Linked DNA regions of Mus musculus: region 1 is linked to region 2. The links are chromatin contacts, called in public promoter capture Hi-C maps. All regions are on one chromosome and are shown on one strand. Each heading gives the region's core, a stretch centred on a gene start, on an enhancer-like site or on the middle of the called end of the contact. The rest is flanking DNA. Distances are from core to core; before and after follow the strand shown. Region 1 holds the start of Parp8 (poly (ADP-ribose) polymerase family, member 8). Region 2 holds the start of Snx18 (sorting nexin 18).

The links. Promoter capture Hi-C pulls out the DNA fragments that hold promoters and counts their contacts.
Region 1: a contact with region 2 is called in a promoter capture Hi-C map of pre-B cells. The contact joins the promoter of Parp8 here to the promoter of Snx18 in region 2.

The regions. Positions count from the first base shown.
Region 1 is chr13:117,023,950-117,027,931 of GRCm38.p6, reverse strand. Parp8 (poly (ADP-ribose) polymerase family, member 8) reads left to right here and starts at 2,401. Exons shown (of 27, transcript NM_001081009.2): 1 at 2,401-2,567; 2 at 2,655-2,756; 3 at 3,703-3,757. The coding sequence starts at 2,666.
Region 2 is chr13:113,616,639-113,621,115 of GRCm38.p6, reverse strand. It overlaps Snx18 (sorting nexin 18), which reads left to right and starts at 2,552. Exons shown (of 2, transcript NM_130796.4): 1 at 2,552-4,314. The coding sequence starts at 2,721.

The sequences.
Region 1 (3,982 bases), core at 1,152-3,651, 3.4 Mb before region 2:
GCTGTCTGAAACTGGCGTGCCTTATAGAGAAAGGCTGCAAGGAACAATGTAGATGGAGAGGTAGAAGAACCTACCTCTCTAATAGGCATCACTTACAGGAGTTAAGCATTGTTGCAACACTGTTCAATACATGTTATGGGCAAGGGGCTTTGTTGCCATCCCTTTTAACGATACCTAGAGAACTAGGATAGGTTGATACCTTAACTCTTAAGCTTGCAATACCTTGCCTTGCTGTCTGGCTGCCTTAAGCAAAGGATTATCAGCCGAGCAGCCAGCCCAAATACTCGCATCCTAGCCATGTGCCATTCCGAATACTCCTGGAGGCTTTAGGAAGCTTTACTGCAAAGCACCACTGCTCCTTGCCTCTGGGATGGAAGAAGCAACCCAGCTACCAAAGTGAAGCGTAACTCTTAACTCCTAACCTCACGGCCTCGGACTCAAGTGTTTCAAATAGCACTGGATCTCTTGCTGCCTCACGCCTTGGTAAACTCTAGATAACCTTGAAGCCTTCTCCACCCACTATCAGCTGGAGACTAGTTTCCCTAGTGATCCTCAGGCCTGCGATTGGTGCCCACATGGTCCCGTATGAGGGAGGAACTGCCAGGATTGGTTCATACATGTGCTTTTCTTTCCTGGCTATATAATCAGATTATTTGGCTCACTTTATTACAACGTTAACCCTTAGTGAAGTCTCTTCAAGCAAGGCAGCGAAGGGAAAGCGAAGGCCTTGGGTGCTCTGTGGATGAGATCCCCAGAGCTCTCAAGCTTCAAGGGATATGGATCTGAGCAGCTACAGGCCTCAGACCAGTCTCACAGTGACCTGTCTCTGTAGTTAGGTTAAGGATCACTGTGTCCAAGGCCAGGCTCAAAGGAGAGCTTTAACCCTGCAAAGCCCCACCTAACTGCTGTGGGATGTATGCTGTCTTCTGCCGTCACTAAAGGCTGTCGGAAACTGAGGATTACAAGAGGAAAAGCGTGAGAATACAGATGATGTTAAAAGGCTGGATATATACCATAAGCCTCCAGCCTGAGTGTTTCCAGCAGTCAGTCTCTGCCTTGAAAAGGGTTTGAAATTCTAATACTCTTCTGGGCGTGTCTGTTCAGCCCCTAGGCTCCAGGGTACTGACTCAGGCTTGCCAGCACAGGAAAAGCTTCCCCTACTCACTATTCCTATCGGGAAGATTAAAAGGTTCCGGACAACATGATTGATAACACCTCCTATATTCCAGACACTGCTTGGTCTTAGAATGCAAAACAATATACCTATGGTCTGCCTGGGGGACACTTCTCAGAAACGATGCTAAAGAAAAGAGCTTGGTGGAGCGGGTTCAGGTTCCTTGCGGCAGAAAAGGTGGACCAACCATCATAAGCTTAAAGCAGGGCAATAGAGAGCGGACAGTATGGTTTTCCTTGTTGCGCAAGGTATTAGGGCTGGAGAAACTTTCCCTTGCCTCAGCCCACAGAAGGCTGAGGTTTTGAATAAGACCCAAGCCAGGTATCCCTGACTTAGGGAGTCCCCTCAGGCCAATTTCTTATGAACAGAGCTGGAAAGGAAGAACAAGAGTCTTTGGAGTCTAGAAAGGGCTTCATTTTCAAAAGAGCTTCTCAAACCTGGGACAAACAAACAAACAAACAAACCACCCTGAGAAGCAAAAGCAAAGCAAAACAATAAAAGAACCCCCATCACCTCACCACCAAAAAAGAAGGCAATAAGGAAATGGGAGAGTCCTCCTAGAGTGATCTCCAGCCTTTCTCCCTTTGCCTGATGTGATTACAAGGAAAGACTTGTTCACTTTATTTTTAATTCGTAAAGATTTTTTTTTCTTTTCCCCCTCTTTCTTCCTCCCAGCCACTCCGGCTTGGGTTTCCATATGACTCATAATTCCTTCTGAAAGTGGAGTCGAATTCATAAAAGTGGTGGAAAGAGGAGGGGTGGTGGTGGTGGTGCGGGAGAGGCTGGGAGCTCCAGGGAGTCTTCACTACCTACACTGTCACTCAGCTCCCGGCTCGAGTGGCAGTCGGGGGTGGGGAAATCCAGCCTGCGCGGATGGCGGATACTATTAAAGCCCCAGCGGCGCGCAGCCGGGCCCGGTGACCCGCGGCGGGTGCGGGAGGGTCTGCGGCTGGCGGGCGGCGCTGCAGCAGCCTGGGCACGGCCGCCGCCCGCGGGCGCGAGTGTGCGCGGGTGTGGGAAGGCCGGCGTGCGGGCCGCGAGGGGTGTGCGCGCGTGAGTCGGAGCGGGGCTCGCCCCTCTCCGGCGCCTGCCGCTCCACAGCTGCCGATCGCTCTCCAGCGGTCCCCGGCCCCCTTCGGGCCCCTCGTTTTCCTACGGCCGTCAGTCCGGGCGGGGGTGGGGGGGGAGGGAGAAAGTGAGACTCCGTGTCATCACCATCCATTGTCAGAACAGGAGGAAATTGGAATCCAGCAGCGGCGAGCAGCAGCTGGGCGGTCACATCTGGGAATGCAAAGCCGACCTCCTCCTCCTCCTCCTCCTCCACCTCCTCCTCCTCTCTCACCCGGGATCACTTCCGAAACCACTTCGCCTTCAGCCCCTGCCTCGGCCAGAGGTTTCATTTTTAACTGAATATTTACGAAAGCTGGAAGCGTGCGAGGGGGGTGGGGTGGAGTGGAAATAGCGGCTGCTTCTTTTCCAGGGATTTATTTAATGGGGATGTGTTCAAGGCAAGAGAGAATTCAGAAGGATATCGACGTCGTGATCCAGAAGTCAAGAGCCGAGAAAGACTGCCTGTTTGCAGGTGAGTTCTTGCCTCTCGGATCCTGGGACCAGGAGTCAGCCTCCCCTCTGTCTACCCCCATTGCCCAGATTTCTGACCGCGACGCGTGTAGCTTGGGAGTGTGGGGCGGCAAGTCCCCATTCCGGGTGCATTTGGAAATAGCTGCAGCGGCGTGAGCTGAAACCCAAAGAGGAGGGGGGCACGAGCCACCCCCCTCCCCCCCAAAAAACCCCACCAGGCCAGGGCAGTCTCCGGCTCCTGGGGCAGGACCCGCGCGATCAGAGTGCAGGGGCCGGGCGCTGGGTTCCAGCCATTGGCGGTGCCCAGAGCATCCGAGCTTTGCCTCCCGGCTTCGGCAGCCGTGGCCGAGCGGGGCGGGCTAGAGCCCGGCGGCTTTGCGCCATCGGCCGAGCGGCGGCGGCCGGGAAGGGACCGGCTGCGCTGCGCTGCGCTGCGCTGCTCCCGCCAGGCGCCGAGGCCCCGGGAGAAGGCAGCGCTGGGCCGAGCTCCCGCCCCCTCCGCTGCACCCGCTCCTCGGCGAGCGCGCAGGACACCGCCCCGGGGAAGGGATGGATGGATTCCCGGGGTTCCCGAGCTACGCAGGCCCAACCTGGGGGTCGCTTTGCGTCCATCTTTGCTCCCCGTCCTCCCACCCCCCCATCCAAGGCCGAGGGCAGTTCGGGCTTCGCAGCCCGAAGCCTGCCAGGGGCTGCTTCCGGCTGCTTGGCTGGGAATTTCCCGCTGTTGCCATGGCACCCGGCACTTGTTGCGGGGGGCGGCCTCCCGCTGCACCCCACGGGGTGCTCCGCATCCCCTCCTGCACCACCCTGCTGGCGGCCCCTAGCTCTCCAGCCTTTGCTTCCCTCCCCATCGGGCCTCCTAGGCTCACACAAAAGTGTAGGTTCAAGACAGAATTGGGGTTAAAAACAACACATGGGGTGGCTTATAACACGACTTTCCGTTTCAGATTTCAGATACTCAGACTCCACCTTTACTTTCACCTACGTTGGCGGCCCCAAAAGGTATTTATGTGTATAGAGTTGCTTCATTTCCTGTTCACACGCTTGTGTTTCCTTTGTTCCTGGTGTCTTCCGTGTTTGGGTATTTTTTTGCTTGTTTGTTTAATCTTGGGACTGCTATCTAGCTGCATTCCTCGCCAGTTGTCTCCCGATTTTATATAGAAGAGGGAAAATAAATATGTTTGAAGTTTTTTTTTTCTTCTTAAGCTAACAGAGGATGAGCAGAAC
Region 2 (4,477 bases), core at 1,303-3,802:
TACAAACTTAAGTAACTCAAACAACAGCTGGAAGTCAAACACTCTGAACACAGCCTAAAGATGATTTGACACATACATGTTGAGGAAGGGCGGCAAGAAACTATTCTCTCTCTCTCTTATTATTATGCTTCTATAAGAGCAGAGAACTTTATATTCACACTAAAAACATTGCTGCTCATAATACACAGTTGTCTTAAATCACAGCTGGGGACCCTTGGGCACTATTCAAGGGCATGTCTGATGGTCTGCATCCTGCAAGGTGAGCTTATTGTGTGTCTGAAACCAAGGCTGCAGTGACGTTGGGCTCGTGATATGGCTGAGCATTGGCCAGAATCACCTCAGACTCATTATGTATTTGATGCTGAATTAAATATTTGTTCGCTGCCTGTTCCGGGAAAATGTTACTGTCACGAGTCATGAGTTTCTCATTCAGCTATGTGGACTCTCTATGGGGTTGTAAGCCACAGTTTAAGCTGTGTTCTAGACAAATCTTTTATAAATGCATTGATATATTTACTTCCATAGGTGAACGATTGCAAGTTATTCATGCTAAAACACATTTTCTCCATATCCAAGACCATCTTAGGGTAGAGTATTTCCTACCATTCTGACCACAGGGCCAAGCACCGTGGCAGTTTTGGTCCCCTCCCTCCCAAAGCCTGATTCCTCAAGAACGCAAGTCTGTAACCTTTCTCTCCGAGGCTGAGCACTCACAGAGCCATGCACACTTAGAACATGCGCACTGGGGGTAGAGAGCATGCGCACTCGGGGTATCACTATTCCCCCCCACACACACACCCCCAACACGCGGAGACCCTTAGCAATCGCTTCTGCAGTTGCACAACCCTTTTGAACAGACTTTCACGTAAACTCATGGAATCATTATACCTGAGATAAGCCTGAAGTTACTGTAACTAACTCTCGAATTTAAAGTTTACTACTGACTAATCCGTTGTGTTTTATCTGGACCATCCGAGGTGAATATCTCATGGATCATACATAATTTAAGCTGTTCAGTTGGTGTTGACTTTATGTTTCCGACTATGGCAAGTTGAATCTCACTGATTGGTCTCCACGACAATCGTCACATTCGGAATTTTGAGCTGAAAGTGCTTGCTGCACTTCAGAAAGAGCTCAGGAGATTGAGTTAAGGCTGTGCAATAGGAGGCCCAGTGCGGGTGCCGAGTGTGGTGTACTTTCGTTAGTGGCTTTGAACAGGATGCTAAGTTAGCTGCCGTGCTTAGGAGAATGGAATCTTCTGGTCTGATTGCTGGATTGCCATAGAAGGGGTCAGAGGGCAGGCGGAAATTCATGACACGTGACTGTAGAACTCCAGTTAGAGGTATCCTCAAAGGATTAGGCTAGACTCAGTAAGCGGAGCGTGAGAAAATAAGCCTTGGGCAAATTACATATTGAAGGAAAAGATTTGAAACAAGGCAACCACGGGATATTGACATACGTCTATTAAACTCTCAGGAAGTGATTTTTGATCTACTTAACATAAATTTATTGAAAAGGAGAGGTTTTGTCAATGACCTAGGAGGAAGTGTAAAGTTGTAAGCCTGTTGCGTACCACACCTATGACAGCTCTAGTTATAACTAGTTCTAGGACCCTTCTTTCTCTCTTAGAAAAGAGGCCAGAGATCGCGTTTCCCCTCATAACAGCCGCAGCCAACAAGTGGACAGTGCTTACCGAGTATATTAGCATTTCACTTCAGTCACCTGTAAGATAAGAAAGCCATTATCACACAATCCACAAACTCTCAGAGATAAGGACAGCGCAAGTGACAGGCTCAAGGTCATACAGCCAGTCAGAGCCAGAACCGAGCCTGGCTCCTGCGCCCTGGGCCCTGAAGCCTGAGCTTTCATTCGCTGCACGTGTGCTAGCACCCAACTCTGCACGTTCACTGGAGACTTCTCAGCTCTCTTTCCCTGCACCACCCTTGCCTCTGGTCAAACAAGGATCTTCCCGAATTCCAGCTTTGTTCCAGGCTCCACTCCTTGTGTACAAGATCAGAGAGTACAGGAAGGAAGGGAACCGCACCTTTAGTGACAAGATGAGGATCTTGTGAGTTACTACACATTAACCCTGGCAAAGACGTACTTATCAGTGCAACAGCTAATCTTCTTTGTGAACGCCTTTATTACAAGCTTGGGTTAAGGTCATTTTAAGAGCATTTACTCTGAGAAGTAACAGCTGGCTATCGTAGATATAAATAATCTATTTAAAAACAACAACAACAAAAACCCCAAAAACAACAAAAAACAAAAAAAGAACAACAACAAAAAAAACCCTACCCCACATTTTCTAACGTACAAATCTAAACAATTTCAGATAATTCACTTCTGAAAGCCTCCCACCCACCACGTGGTCACTCAAGCGCGCGCCTTTTCCGTAGCCGCCACAAGGTGGCAGCGGCGGCCGCAGAGTCGGCGCAGGCACGGCTGCTCGGCCGTCGCTTGCTCTCGTCTGGCACGCGGCTCTCGGCAATGGATTAGCTCTGCTGGGGACGTGGGCGCTCCGGGCCCCGCCCCCGGCCGGCGGCGGCCCCGAGTTGCAGTCGCTGCTGCGAGCCGAGCCGAGCTGCACGGAGGGCGAGAGCGGAGCGGGGAGCGGACCGGTGCGCTGCCCTCCAGGCTTCCCTTCGGCGTTCGGGGGGGGGATCCTGACTGCAGGGGCCCTCGGACCGGCCCGAGCTCGGGGCGCCGGGCTCGGGACCATGGCGCTGCGCGCCCGGGCGCTCTACGACTTTAAGTCCGAGAACCCCGGTGAGATCTCCCTGCGGGAGCACGAGGTGCTGAGCCTGTGCAGCGAGCAGGACATCGAGGGCTGGCTCGAAGGGATCAACAGCCGCGGCGACCGCGGCCTCTTCCCGGCCTCCTACGTGCAGGTGATCCGTGCGCCGGAGCCTGGCCCTCCGGCCGACGGCGGCCCGGGAGCTCCGGCCCGCTACGCCAACGTGCCGCCCGGCGGCTTCGAGCCTCTGCCCGCCGCGCCACCCGCCGCCTTCCCGCCGCTGCTGCAGCCGCAGGCGTCACCCGGTTCCTTCCAGCCGCCGGGCGCCGGCTTTCCCTACGGCGGGGGCGCCCTGCAGCCGTCGCCCCAGCAGCTCTACGGTGGATACCAGGCCAGCCTGGGCAGCGACGATGACTGGGACGACGAGTGGGACGACAGCTCCACGGTGGCCGATGAGCCAGGCGCGCTGGGCAGCGGCGCGTACCCGGACCTCGACGGCTCGTCGTCGGCGGGCGGCGGTGCGGCCGGCCGCTACCGCCTGTCCACCCGCTCGGACCTGTCTCTGGGCTCCCGCGGCGTCTCGGCGCCCCCGGCGCACCAAGCGTCTGGAGCCAAGAGCTCGGCCACGGTGAGCCGCAACCTCAATCGCTTCTCCACCTTCGTCAAGTCGGGCGGGGAGGCCTTCGTGCTGGGAGAGGCGTCAGGCTTCGTGAAGGATGGGGACAAGCTGTGCGTGGTGCTGGGTCCCTACGGCCCCGAGTGGCAGGAGAACCCCTACCCCTTCCAGTGCACCATCGACGACCCCACCAAGCAGACCAAGTTCAAGGGCATGAAGAGCTACATCTCTTACAAGCTGGTGCCCACGCATACCCAGGTGCCCGTGCACAGGCGCTATAAGCACTTCGATTGGCTGTATGCGCGCCTGGCGGAGAAATTCCCAGTCATCTCGGTGCCCCATCTGCCTGAGAAGCAGGCCACCGGGCGCTTCGAAGAGGACTTCATCTCCAAACGCAGGAAGGGTCTGATCTGGTGGATGAACCACATGGCCAGCCACCCGGTGCTGGCGCAGTGCGACGTCTTCCAGCATTTCCTGACCTGCCCCAGCAGCACTGATGAGAAGGCCTGGAAACAGGGTAAGCGGAAGGCTGAGAAGGATGAGATGGTGGGCGCCAACTTCTTCCTCACTCTGAGCACCCCACCTGCCGCCGCCCTGGACCTGCAGGAGGTGGAGAGCAAGATAGATGGCTTCAAATGCTTCACCAAGAAGATGGACGACAGTGCGTTGCAGCTCAACCACACCGCCAACGAGTTTGCGCGCAAGCAGGTGACTGGCTTCAAGAAGGAGTATCAGAAGGTGGGCCAGTCCTTCCGGGGTCTCAGCCAAGCCTTTGAGCTGGATCAGCAGGCCTTCTCCGTGGGTCTGAATCAGGCCATTGCCTTCACTGGAGACGCCTACGACGCCATCGGCGAACTCTTCGCTGAGCAGCCCAGGCAGGACCTGGACCCAGTCATGGACCTGTTAGCACTGTATCAGGGGCACCTGGCCAACTTCCCAGACATCATCCATGTTCAGAAAGGTAAAGCTTGGCCTGTAGGGCCGGTGGCACGGGGTGTTTTTTTAAGGTAGAAAGTGGTGACTTGGATAGGCATACCACTGCCGGGTTTCAGGCTCCTGGTGGTTCTCCGTGTCTGGGGATCTTAGGGTTGTGGACTGTTGGGATTTTCCTTTCCGAGTGTTCA